Regions from separate parts of the Pelodiscus sinensis genome. Here region 2 is linked to region 1. Evidence: chromatin contacts called from public Hi-C data. All regions are on one chromosome and are shown on one strand. Each heading gives the region's core, a stretch centred on a gene start, on an enhancer-like site or on the middle of the called end of the contact. The rest is flanking DNA. Distances are from core to core; before and after follow the strand shown. Region 1 holds the start of SLC71A2 (solute carrier family 71 member 2). Region 2 holds the start of SPIN1 (spindlin 1).

Region 1 (6,866 bases), core at 1,160-3,659:
GTTGACTGGTCAGCTTGTAAACTCTAGTGTTCTTGACTCTGAGGTTCTATGGTAGATAGTGGCTTACACAGAACCTTGAACTATGGCCACATCTTCAAATAGTGTATATATGATTTAAACAGAATTATCCCAATTTGAAAAAACCGAAGATGTGGTCCTGTATCTTATTTTCTTTGTGTAGCCTCTGGTAGATGCTATGAAGGCAGAAGTCTCCCATAAAATGCCATCAAGCAAATGGTCTGGTAGCACTTTATAGACTAACAAAACATGTAGATAGTATCATGAACTTTCGTGGGCACAGAAGTGGGCTGTGCCCACAAAAGCTCATGATACCATCTACATGTTTTGTTAGTCTATAAAGTGCTACCAGACCATTTGCTTGCTGTTTTTTTTCCTGTAACAGACTAACTCAGCTACCCCCGGAAGCTCCCTAAAATGCCATAACACACACACAAGTTCTTGCCCCTAAACCAAAAAGATTTGTTTGTAAACTAAAAGTGTGGCTCGTGTGTACAAATACAGCAATTTAAACTGGAGATGTTCATATTTAAGAGCATCTAATTCTTTGATTTTGGGGAATTATTTGCCTCAGTATCATGCAACACAAGCTCTGCAAGTGATCTTCCTTTGATAAGCTATAAATTAGTTTCTGTTTAAATCAGCAACCTTCTTAGGCTGGTCTACATAACAATATTAAGTTGGCTTAAATACACTGTTTAGAACTGTGAAAAAGTTTACAGGCTATGTAAATGTAGTTAAACTGAGCTCCACCAGATCAATGAAAGCGGCGAGGAGTCCTGTGGTACCTTATAGACTAACTGAAGTGGTAGACACTTATAGACACTTCAGTTAGTCTATAAGGTGCCACAGGACTCCTCACCACTTTTGCAGATTCAGACTAACAGGGCTACCCCTCTGATACAAATCAATGAAAGAACTCTTCTATGACATCTTAGAGGTGATGGCAACAGAAGAATGTTTCCACCACTGTAGCAACTACACAAAGTTTCTAGGTTAGTCAGAGCCATAGGCTGCACTAGAATCACAAAGAAACAGAGAAAGATAGGACAGGAAAGTACTGAAACAAAGATGGGCAGGAAGATTCAGGAGGCCATCTATTAGCTGAACAGACTGGATTTCAAGTTGGCAGTATGTAAAAGTAAATAATAGCTCTATGTCAGCTTGCGGGAGATGTCAGCCAGAAAATTTACCACATTCTCACAAATCAGAAATACCAAGAATAGGAGAACAAACATAGAAAGGGATTTTAAGGATAGAATATAAATACTTAACCAAAAGAGGGCTCACACACAAAATTGCCACTTCCTTCAACTGGAACACAGCAAATAGAAACTCACATTAACTGTGTGTGACTCAGAGCAGCAGAACAAGTGCAGAAACCTTCAGTACAACTTCTTCGCCAGTACAATAGTTTAGATCTGAAACCTAATTCACTCAGCACCAACAATTGACAACATCATGGCCCACTTGACGAAAGAGCAAAACTCACTGCAATTCAAGTTAAGCGGGGATTTTTTACACCAAACATGTTAACCTAATTTTAATACGTGGTAATTCATTCACAATGAAGTGAAACTACTACTATAAAGGACGCTGTTAAGACACGCCCTACTTCCAAAGAGTTTCGTTTCACATACATCCTCCCCAGTGATCAAGGCTACTACCTTGGACATCGGAAACAAATTAAATTCAAATGATTTCTAGTTAGCGCCTTTGCGTCCCTCCCGAGGTCACCTTTTAAGAGTAACAAAGAAAAAGATGCCCCGACTGAAAACTTGCTGTTTTCACGAAGAGAAAGCAGAAGAGGCTACTGTGCCGGCTCTTTAGTCCCCCAAGGCCGCAGACAGTGCAATCGCCAGGCACACCGGGGAGCCTCCGCGCACAGCCCCGTCCCGCAGACCCGTCAGTGGCATTAGGGAATGTCTCTCCCCCCCACGCACACACGCTCAGCGCCCGGCCAGTGCGGCGCCCCTGGTACGGGAGATGGGGTGCGAGCACCGGGACCCACCCGCCCCAGCCAGGGGCACAGCCCGCCCCGCCGCCAGCGCGAAAGGGCCCCGGCAGCCCCCACCCCGCACTCACCGCGCTGCCGCCGCCCCCCGCTTTCAGGCCGATCCGCTTCACCAGCATGACGCAGCTGCCCCGCTTCTCGCCGCCTTCCCCCGCCGCTGCTGCGGCCGCCTCCGCCTCCCCGGCCGGGGCTGGCGGCGGCTCCGGCTCGGGGCTCATTTCGCTCCCATCGTCCCGGGGCAGCCGGGACTGCAGAGCGGCGGGGCGGGACTTCGGCGCCCTCTCAGCAGCACCTTCATCTGCCACCGCCGCGCGCCGCAGCCACAGTGGCCGCCGCGGACACGTGATCCCCCTGCCGCTCTCTCGCGCCGAACACCCACCGGAAGCTACGTCACCCCCCCCGCAGCGCTTCCGGGCTGCGGCCAGGGAGGGCGGCACGGGGGCTCGCTGGGTCCTAGCACCGACCCATTCCACCTGCTGCGGGTGCCTTTGCCGCTCTTTGGGCAAAGTAGGCCGGTGCGCCGCTCCGGCAAGAAGCAGCTGCTGCTGCTGCCGCCTCCCGGGGCACTCGGCTGCAGTGGGAGGGCGGCGCGCTGCTAGCCGGGATCCCGGGGCTTTCAGCCAGGCAGGGCGCGCTCCCCCCACCGCTCCCGGACTGCCCCAGCCCCCCTTCCCCCCGCCATGCTCACCCCCTCGCACCTCACTCGCCAACCCCGAATCCTGCAGCCCTCTGCCCTGAGCCTGTCCTCGCGCACACCCAGCCCCGACTCCCCTGCCCTGAGCCCTTCTGCATACCCCCCAGCTGGCTGCCCTGAGTCCCCCCCCCCCGTACACTCTAACCCCCCTGCTGCAAGCCCCCCATACTTAATTTTTTTACAGGTACTGTCATGTTGCAACCCGCTCCTAGCCTCCAACCCTGAGCCCCCCTCTGGGGGGGTGCAATACTAGAGCACCTGTAAGATTACTTTCACCCCTTCCTGCAGTTAGGCTGTGTCTAGACTGGCCAGTTTTTCCGGAAAATCAGCTGCTTTTCCGGAAAAGCTTGCCAACTGTCTACACTGGCCGCTTGAATTTCCGCAAGAGCACTGACTTCCTACTGTAAAAAAGCAGTGCTTTTTGCAGAAATACAATGCTGCTTCTGTTCGGGCAAAAGTCCCTTTTGCGCAAAACTTTTCTGCAAAAGGGCCAGCGTAGACAGCTGAGATTTGCTTTCCACAAAAAAGCCCCGATCGCGAAAATGGCGATTGGGGCTTTTTTGCGGAAAAGCGCGTCTAGATTGGCCACAGACGCTTTTCTGCAAAAAGTGCTTTTGCAGAAAAGCGTCCGTGCCAATCTAGACGCTCTTTTCCGAAAATGCTTTTAACGGAAAATATTTCCGTTAAAAGCATTTCCGGAAAATCATGCCAGACTAGACGTAGCCTTAGTGTTCTACCCTGGCTTTGCTGCAGTGTTAATACCACACTACACAACCTGCTTGTAGGAGCGCCTGGCTTGGCCCAAGATCACCCAGCAGTGCAATGGGGGAACTAGGAATAGGAGCCAGGTCTCCTGAGTCTCAGCCCAGAGCAAGGCCAGCCAGCCATTAGACAAGGCCCCCTCACATTAATGACTATTTAGACCAGACACCACCAGTCCTTCTGGACCACTGTTGCACTGCACCCCATTCAGTAAAGTGGGGTGGCCACTGACAAGAGACTGAGGTGCTTGAACTCAGATGAGGTCCATGATATGAACAAGCATGAGATCTGCTGTACACCCCACCATCCGGGCACCACCAGGTAGTGTCACAGCAGCGGGACAATTGAATTCATGCTGCCTTGAAAGTGTAAGTTTCCACTTCTAAGAAAATACTGATCAGAGATTCTCTGCACTTTTCAGCTCTCTCTTCCTGTAGAATCATAGAAGATGAGGATTGAAGGAGACTGCAGGTGGCCTTAGTCTACCAGTCATTACCTCCTATACAAGTGCAAGAAACCCCACTGCACACCAGCCTTTTAAATGTATTAAGAACCATCAGACTCTTAATACATTTAAAAGGCTGGTGTGCAGAGCTGGGGACCCCGCAGGAGCTGGGACAGCTGATTCCTGGCTGGCGCCTGAACCCTGCTTTTCCTCTGCCTCATCTGTCCCCCTGCCCCCCCCCCCGAGACAATGGTGAGGGTAATTGGCTTTTAAACTGGCTCCCCACCACCACTGGCTCCTGCTCCCCCTGCCTTTCTGCCTCTGATATAGGCAGCAAGGCAGGGAGGAGAAGCGACTAGTCGACTAGCCGATAAGAATAACTTATCAGATAGTCGACTAGTCACTTACATCCTTAATGCCAAGTTACTTCCTTCCCTTCTTATTAAGTTTCTTCTGTACATTCAACCTCTGCCTCCTGAGTATGGGGAAGCATTGCCAGGGTGGTGTGTGGATTTCCCAGGTTACTGGGAGGGGGCTCAAGCCAGTTCTGTGTTGGATGGATGGAGAGAAACCCCTAGATATTGAACTTGGCCCTGGCTGAATGATATATAAAACCCTTCTTGTTATCCTTCATATTCCTTGCTAGTTGCAACTCCAATTGCACTTTGGCCTTCTTAATTACACTCCTGCATGCTCAAGGAATATTTTATACTCCTCTCTAGTAATCTGTTCAAGTTTTTTGTAAGATTCCTTTTGTTTTTGAGATTACCAAAGATTTCTCTACTAAGCCAAGCTGGTCGCATTTGCTATTGTTTCTGCTCATTTAGGACTGTCAATAAGGCTTTAAAATACAGTCAGCTTTCCTGGACTCCTTTTCCCCTCATGTTAGCCTCCCAGGGGATTCTGCTCATCAATTCCCTGAGGGAGTCAAAGTCTGAAGACAAGGATCCATATTCTGCTGCTCTCCTTTCCTCTTTTTCAGTCAGTTCAGCCTTGATTGCCACCTACTGCTACATCCCCTACTAATTCTTCCCTCTTTGTGAGCAGCAGGTCAAGAGAACCAACTTTGTTGGTTTCTCCAGTACTTGGACCAGGAGTTGCCCTGCAACACTCTCCAAAAACTTCTTGGCTTGTCTACGTATTGCTCTCCCAGGAGATATCAGGGATCCACAGTATCTCTTCCATTCCTGAACCTGTAAGAGTAGGGTTGCTATGCCAACGTTGGTTAGATGAATTCTTGTAGATTTCATCACAACGTAATCTTTAATTAAAAATTAATCTTTAATTCCTGGCAACTCCAGGACAATCCTAGAGGGTTGACAATTTGATGTACAAGAGTATGTCCTGACTTGTGATTATTTAATATTATAATTTTAATATTATGTGAACATAAGCAGGTATTTTTTGTTATTTAAATGCTGACTCCACTGTAGCTGCTATTGCAATCTAAATAATGTAAATTCCTTGTTGGTTTTTTGCTTACGAACAGTGGAAAAATGAGTCATCATCTCATGTAAATTTAGTTACATTAATTGAAATAAATTGGGAATAAATCACTAATCTTTTTACTTATTAAAAAAATAACTAATAGTCTTACCTTCTATACAGAGAACTGCAAAAAAAGGTAAAATGTATGAGGATTAAAACTAGTCCACTACATTATTATAATTTAGTGATTTTTACCAATAAGAAGACCCAATGGTAACAAATAATTTTTTTATACTTACTGAGAAATCTCAAAGCACCATTTTCAGCAATGGACAAATATCTCAGACACTTCACCAAAGAATCAATGCACACAAAAGAGATATCAGACAGTTTCACAAAGAAAAAACAGTTTCTTCCCATTTCAACCAGAAAGCGCATTGTCTCAACAACTTGACTACCTGCATCCTGCTTCAAAGACATTTTAACACAAGACTTCAAAGAGAAACCTCTGAACTGTCATTCATGCTTAAATTTGACACTTTACGACTGGGCCTCAACAAAGATGCTAATTATCTTACCCATTACAAAGATAGTTGCAATTATCACCTCTAATATCATTAGCTCACAGACATTAACCTCCCCCCTCACGCCCCCTCTGTTCTGAAATTTGATTTGTTCTTTTTATATGTGTTCACTTTTTTTTTATTGTATCCCTTTGGTATATATGGTCACGCCAATTTTCTTCCACAATTTGATCAGAGGAAGTGGGTCTGGCCCACGAACGCTCATCACCTAATAAACCATCTTGTTAGTCTTTAAAGTGCTACATAAAGTGCTTTTGTTCCATTTTCAACAAGATATTAAGCACATGCACTCAGTCTGCAGACAGTGCATACAACTCTAATTCACTATGAATTGTGGGAAAGGAGTAGTATGTAGTCCTAACCATGCAAATTACCACATCACCTGATCTCTAAATACACTTATCATAGGTGAGAGAGCTCTTTACCATTATCGTCATTTATCAAGCATTCTTAACAGGTATCACAAAACTCCCAAATTTTAATCTATTTAATTTAGAAAAGCAAGGGAATGGTTATCTATATTCAAGAACTGATGTCTGCTGCAACAATGAAACATAAGATTTTATTTTTAATTTTGTAGTCTGGAATGACTTCAATGAAATTCATAATCACATATCAAAAAGCAATCAAGGTGAAGTGCAATTCATTTTCACTGGAACATGAATTTAATGCTTCTAATTTAGTAGAAAAAAGTCCCAAAGTTTCAATATATTAAAATTTTTGTACTGAAACTCTCTTTACAGAGCTAGATCTTTTCTCTTTTACTCAGATGTAGTGGCAAAGATATTTCACTATAACAGGTTTCTATTGTTTTATAGGATACATTAAACTAATTACTCTCATAATATACAAAGAACATAATCTCTGTTAAATTAAAATATTTAAAAAAATTAAAAATTCAGCTGCTGACTGTAACTCTGA
Region 2 (6,866 bases), core at 1,429-3,928, 140 kb after region 1:
ACTATTTCCATCTCTCAAGAGCTTTTCTTCTGGTGCTCATGCAGAGATCACATTACATCCAATGTGACTGTTTAACATACCTTTGACTGAGCTTGCACCCTTTGGCTGTGTCTAGACTGGCAAGTTTCTCTGGAAAATCAGCCGCTTTTCCGGAAAAACTTGCCAGCTGTCTACACTGGCCTCTTGAATTTCCGCAAAAGCACTGACTTCCTAGTGTAAGAAATCAGTGCTTCTTGTGGAAATGCTATTCTGCTCCCGTTCAGGCAAAAGTCCCTTTTGCGCAAAGCTTTTGCGCAAAAGGGCCAGTGTAGACAGCTCAGATTTGTTTTGCGCAAAAAAGCCCCGATCGCGAAAATGGTGATCGAGGCTTTCTTGCGGAAAAGTGCGTCTAGATTGGCACGGACGCTTTTCCGCAAAAAGTGCTTTTGAGGAAAAGCGTCCATGCCAATCTAGACGCTCTGTTCCAAAAATGCTTTTAATGGTAAACTTTTCCGTTAAAAGCATTTCCAGAAAATCATGCCAATCTAGACACAGCCTTTTAGTTTGAAAACTAGGATCCCTTGTTAGCTGACCCTTGGATTCCCCTGGATTAATACTACTTGAATTTACTGAAGATGACTTTAATAACCCAGTCCAGGGTTCAGTCCAATGACATGAATAGGAATATGTGTGGTGTTGGGTGAAAGGTCTTCAACCTCTTTGTGGAAGATGAGAAGAAATGTAAGAGAAACTTAGCTGCAAATTTCCTGCGCTTCTAGCCTTTAGATTTAAAAAAAAAAAAACATTCTGCTGTTATTTTAAATGTCAATGTGTTCGGAATCTTCTCTTTGTTCTAATAAAGATTTTTGGCTCGGAATACACTTACATTTGTGCTATCCCAGTTTCCCCAGTCGAGCAATTTTTATCTAAAACTCTTCATTTCAATGCAATAATGAAAATTTAAAGTTTTAAACTTGAATTTTTATATTCACAACATAGCCCTTGCCTTCTTACATCCAGTAGTCTTAGAACACTCATATATCAATGACTGCATTGGAATACAATATATGCAGCTGCATTAGAATCAGGAAGTGAAAACAGAGTTGGGAACTAGAAATAACTAGCCAATATCAGTATACTTCAAAAGTAGGGGTAGGGAGGAGTTCTTCCGCCAGAAATGAAGCAATTGCTTTCAAAGATGTTGAGAAGCAGCAAGTGTATTTGTATACTTAAACAGTAATATTTTACAAGTTTAAAACAATGAATTAATTTAGAGTTATCATATTTGAACTTTCAAAAACCATATAGTATATAACACATTAATATGTGAGTTGGTAGATACTAATACAGCTATGTTCCCTCTCAGGAGAGTCCTCTTTCTTTGAAAGTTCAAATATGGTAACCCTAAATTCTACTCTCATTATGTGAACATTACAGGGCAGTTTTTTCTGGTTTTTCTAGGTTGGCCTAGAGATTAATGAGCAGGGATACGGAAACATTGCCCTTTTAAGGAGATGGAATGTGGGGAATTCTGGCTTTTTATAGTAGAGCAGCTGTATTTCTCTATTTGTGCAACTGATCTTTCCCTTCGATGAGTGTTAGTTTTTGCAGAAATTACCAGAATCTGCCCTTTATTGCAGTGAGGAACAAGACCCAGCCTTCTATCTACAATGCCACTACACGTTTTAGTGATAGAAATGTAGCCGTGTTAGTCTGGGGTAGTTGAAGCAAAATGCAGGACAATGTAGCACTTTAAAGACTAACAAGATGGTTTATTAGATGATGAGCTTTCGTGGGCCAGACCCACTTCCTCAGATCAAATAGTGGAAGAAAGTAGTCACAACCATATATACCAAAGGATACAATTTAAAAAAATGAACAAATATGAAAAGGACAAATCACATTGCAGAACAGAAGGAGGATGCGGGGGGGTGGGAAGGGGGAGGAAGGAAGGTAAGTGTCTGTGAATTGCTGATATTAAAGGTAGGGAGAGTGGGATGTTTGTGAGTTAATGGTATTACAGGTGATAATTGGGGAAACTGTCTTGATAATGGGTGAGAAAGTTCAAAGACTTGTTAAGTCCTTGTCGGTAAGTGTCGAATTTTAACATGAATGACAGTTCAGAGGATTCCCTTTCAAGTGCAGATGTAAAAGGTCTTTGTAGCAGAATGCAGGTGGCTAAGTCATTTAGAGAGTGTCCTTTCTGGTTAAAGTGGCAAGAAACTGTTTTCTCTTTGTGATCTTGTCTAATATCTACACGTTTTGCACTTTTTCCAAAGTTTAATGCATTCCGTTCTGCAGAGGGCACAGAGGAGCAAGCTTTTTAGCAACCTGGCTGCATGAGCTTCCCGGGGTTACGTGGAGAGCTCTGTGGCCAAGCTGCCCTCAAAGTTGGGGCATCCACACCCCACGTGCCACCTCCCCGGAAAGGCCGTTAGGGTCAGGCAGGGCCAGGCAACTCCGGAAGGGAGGTGGTGCTGGCCGCCCCTGGCGCGTACTGCGCAGAGAGCTCAGTACAGCGAGGGCCGGCTGCTGACCACAGCACGGGGCGGGCAAGCTCATTCCACGCAGGCGCACTGTGGTGAGCGCAGGCTGCAAGTGGCCATGGAGGGGAGGGGAGCTTCCTGTTCTCCTGTCGCAGTTAGGCAGGCGGAGTGCGCCTGCGCGCGGGAGGTGGCGGTGGAGGAGGGCGGGGCTGTATTTTGAACGCCTGGGATGCGGGTGGCTCACTATTTGGCAGGAAGGTGAGGAGGCCTTTACCCTGGCCGCGGAACCAGCGCGGGGAGCGGCGGCTCCAAATGTGGCAGAGGCGAGCAGCAGGCAGCGGCGGCAGCGGAGGGGGGCACGCGAGAGACGGGGCGCAGCTGTCCCCGCGGCGGAGCTGAGCGGCCTGAGGCGGGGGGGCTCCGGCAGCTGCAGCGCTGGCACCCCCAGGCCGCCCGCCTGGCACCCGCGGGCCCCGTCCGGCCAGCAGGTGAGCGCGAGGGAGCGGAGGGGGAGGGGGAGAGCTCGTCGCGCCGCCCTTGGCCTGGCCCAGTACCAGGGCGCGCCGGAGGGAGTCGCTGTGGGGGGAGCCGGAGCCGCCGCTCCCAGCCTCCCCCTCCCCCGGGGCCGCTATTAGTTATTTATTTGCTCCTGGCTCGCCCCGCCCCGGGGCCCCCTCCCGGCCGCCGCGAGCGGCTCAGCCTCGGGGCCCCGCTTCCTCCTGGGGCGTGCCGGGGAGGGCCCCTGTGTGCCCGCTCCCGGCCCGCCCCCCACGGGCCCTGGGGGAGGGATCCCACCGCCGCCTGCCCCGGCACCGCTCTCCCCCCGCCTCCCGGCTGCGCCCTCCTGCCCAGCTCGCGGGCTGCGGGCCCCGCACGGGGGAGGGTCCCCTGGCTGGCAAAGCCCCAGAATTCAGCCCCGCTGCGGCGTGTGTGTCTCTTCTCCCCCCCCCCCCCCCCCCCCCGGCGCAGGGGACCGGTGCCCGCTGGGGCACATGGGGTTAGCGGGGCCTGGGGGGCGCTGGTGTGGCGGCGGGACTGAGCCCGGCCCCCCGCACCGGAGCGACGCGGCGCTGCCGCTGTCTGAGACATTCCGTGTGCGCGTGTGTGTGAGCGCGCCTAGCTCGGGCTCTGCTGGCTTCCTTTGTCTGCTGCTGCCGCCGCGCTCCCCCTCCTCCCTCTCTGCCTGCCTGCCTCGGTACCTCTCTCCCTCCCGCCCCCTCGCCCTTCCCCCTCCCTCTCTCCCTTCCTTCCCCTCTCTCCCAGACTCCAAGCGCTGCTGCAGCTGCAGGTTTGTAAATACTGGACCAACACACACACAACATGGCTGACGCTCGCCCTGCTCTTCCACCAGGCTGCTCTCTTCTGGCTCTCTCCGTTTCTTAATGTTTCATCCGTCCGTGCTTTTCTGTCTCTCCCCCCATCCCTAATCTCCTTCCCCACCCCCTCCGCCCCCCCCAAAGGAGGAAAAGCAGTTCACCCTCCTTCTTGCGCGCATGGCGGGATTTCAAGGGTAAGGATCCTTGCTTTGGCAGCATTCTCCTTTCGCTTTGCTGTTTACAACAAAATGAAACCTAAAATCAGAGGGAGCCCGGCAAGGCCCGGGGCGGAGGGAGGGAGAGGGAGGTGAATGGGGTGAGCCCTGCTGAGTGAGGCTTGTTTGGAATGTGCGTGTCTTTTTCTCTTTAGGGAGGTGGTGGGGGTGGGGGGGAAACTGATGCACCAAAATGTTGGCAAAGATGAAATGCTCTGTGCTGCACTTGCAGAATGCTCTAGAGCAGTTTTTTTTGTTTTGTTTTGTTTGAAGAATATGGCTCACTAGAAAGATATCAACTCAATACAGTCCCTTGAAAAAGAACTGGATGACTTAGGTCAGAATGGGTGTTTAAATAAAAATGATAATGTAGGCTTTTGGAATTTTTGTGTATATCTTCAATACAGTATTGAGGTGCTACCATGCCAAAAGATCCAAAAACTGAAATGGAAGCTTGCTGAATCCTCTTTTGCAATGCCAGGTTTGTTGTACAAACCTGTTTGCCCTTGTCATGACCACATCATGGCTGAAGGATGTTTTCTTTAAGAAACATGATGGTGGGTATGCCAGAAATCTGAAACGCATTGTGAATTTCAGTGTGCTGTGTTGAACTGCAACAAGAGAGCATGCCTCTGTCCTACTGGCTCCAAGACTTTTGAGTCCTAGCACTGGGCTAACATTCAGTCCCATACCCTTACATTTCAGTTAACCACAGCACCCCCTACTGGCTTCCAGAAGAATTCCTCGAAGTCAGTCTATGAATGATGAATTTCTAAATTAGATGTCAAGCTTATATTTTCAGGCAAATTCTTGTGCATATTTTCCCTATTATCTGAAGTAGTGTTGATTTTTTTTTCCCCCCTTAGGTTTGTTTTAGCCTAGGAAGATGAAGGAAAACAAGTCCTCTTAATAATGACTTTCTAGTGCTTCCCAGGCATCTTGGTACATGTTGCGACTTTAGTAATAAACATTTTATTTTCAAAGTTTAAATTTACAGTATAATTCTGTTGGTGTATTGTCTGCAATGCAGCTAACGTAGTTGAAACTAAAATTATTTTGCCGACTTGGATAACATGCACCATTGCAGATTTTTCTGGAATCATTACAGTTACTTACTGATAAGCCTAACTTCCATTAATAAATATCTGACTTGTGCTCCAAGGTGACATTTTAACTTTTTGATACTGTGCTTTGCTTTTAAAGCTTCTGGGTGAGAAACAGACTGATATGCTTGCCTTTGTGTAGGTTTTGAGATACGGTTAAGTGGAATTAGGTATGATGTATTTTACTGGCTGTGTCAATTTTCTATAATTTGTACCTCTCTTACAAAATGTCAGTTGAGTAGAACTGAGGTCCAAATTAGAAGATCAGTTTGGAATGTGTATCCTCTATATTTCCTGCAATGGAGGTATTGTGGTTTTCAGTTATTTCTTTAACCTTACAAAGTTCTTCAGTAATAGACGTGGAACCATTAAAATTTCCTAAGAGAAGTAAACTACTAGACTACAGTGCATCATATATCAAATACATTTCAAAACTGCAATTCTTTTTTTATTATTATTATTCTGTCTTAAAAGCCTTCACCAGTACTATGCATGTGGCGGTCCCATCTCTTTCTTAAAGGCCTGTTAATATGCAACTGCCATCTTGTTGAAGTAAAACTAACGTGATAGACTTATATGTAACTGTTTCAAGATAATTTAAAGTCAAAATGTTTACCCACATAATTCACCAGTGAAAACTGGCATTTATGTTGGAGCTGGATTTTGCTCTCTAAGCTAGGTGCTAACTTTTCTTGCAGTTGAATAAATGCAGTTCATGGTTGCTTAGTGCTGTTGTAGACTGCCTATAAGTAACTTTGTATATCCTGTATGCTTTACAAAATGAATGTTTTTAGTGTGTTATAGAGAGAGATCAATTACTTCTTTCTCAATAGTGTTCCATAGGGAACTGCTTGGATTTTCTTCCCAACTTTTCTCTCTTTTTTTTTTTCTTTAAATTCAAATAGAGCAGGTTGGGTACCATTGGAAGACTACTTCTGGGAGTTGGAAGTCAAATAAAATATAACATTCAAGAAGCTATCAAGGTTATTGTGCTTGAAATGCGAAGTGTGATATTAGTGGAAAAACATAGAACAGGACAATATTCATCAAGATTTATTATAAATTACTCATTAACATAACTAAAACAAGTAATATAAGTAAAACAAGATTGATAGGGGAAGAACATGTAAACACTTTATTGATAGGCTAGCAGGAGGGGGTGAAAAGTGGGAAACTTATAAACCAACCTATTAACATTTTTTTTTATTCGTGGATTTTGGTGCAAACAACAACCACCATTGAGTATAGTTATGCATTTTAGCACAGAGCTTTACAAATGATTAAATGGACTTTGAATGTATAGGCCATTTTAATTCATGTACTCTTGAATTCCTCCAGCTCTTCTGTTTTAGCTGTTAATATGGTTGTGTCAATAATACCCTTCCATCATTCATCTTATTCTGTATCTTCCTCCCAATAACAGCTTCCAAACCCTTCTTGCCATATTGAGATTTAAAGAAACGTTGTTGATGCAATGTCTGTTAATCTTGCTTTAAAATATTTTAATTCATTATAGATAACTTCATTAAATTCCAACTTGTTTTGCCAGATAGAATTAAGGTTTTTGAAGAGCAAGACAGAACAGCTTATCTTTTCTATTAAAGGTCTGTTATTGTAAACAAGTTGTGCTTTTGGTTTTACTCACAAACTTATCAGGGAGTTCAAACTGACTCTGTTAATATGGGCAGGAAGGTATTTTATACATAACCTTGTGGAAACTTATTGTGATGGTATGATTGAAGACACAATTTTAGACCATGCCCAAAA

What was found. A called contact is a pair of places that touch in the nucleus more often than the background predicts.
Region 2: a Hi-C map of liver shows a contact between it and region 1, with 2.9 times the contacts expected there. The contact joins the promoter of SPIN1 here to the promoter of SLC71A2 in region 1. A contact is called at or near these places in 3 of 5 Hi-C or Micro-C datasets (blood, liver and an unstated tissue).

The regions. Positions count from the first base shown.
Region 1 is chr6:46,561,288-46,568,153 of ASM4963464v1, forward strand. It overlaps SLC71A2 (solute carrier family 71 member 2), which reads right to left and starts at 2,410. Exons shown (of 12, transcript XM_075931857.1): 1 at 2,104-2,410. The coding sequence starts at 2,250.
Region 2 is chr6:46,699,696-46,706,561 of ASM4963464v1, forward strand. SPIN1 (spindlin 1) reads left to right here and starts at 2,679. Exons shown (of 6, transcript XM_075931861.1): 1 at 2,679-2,953.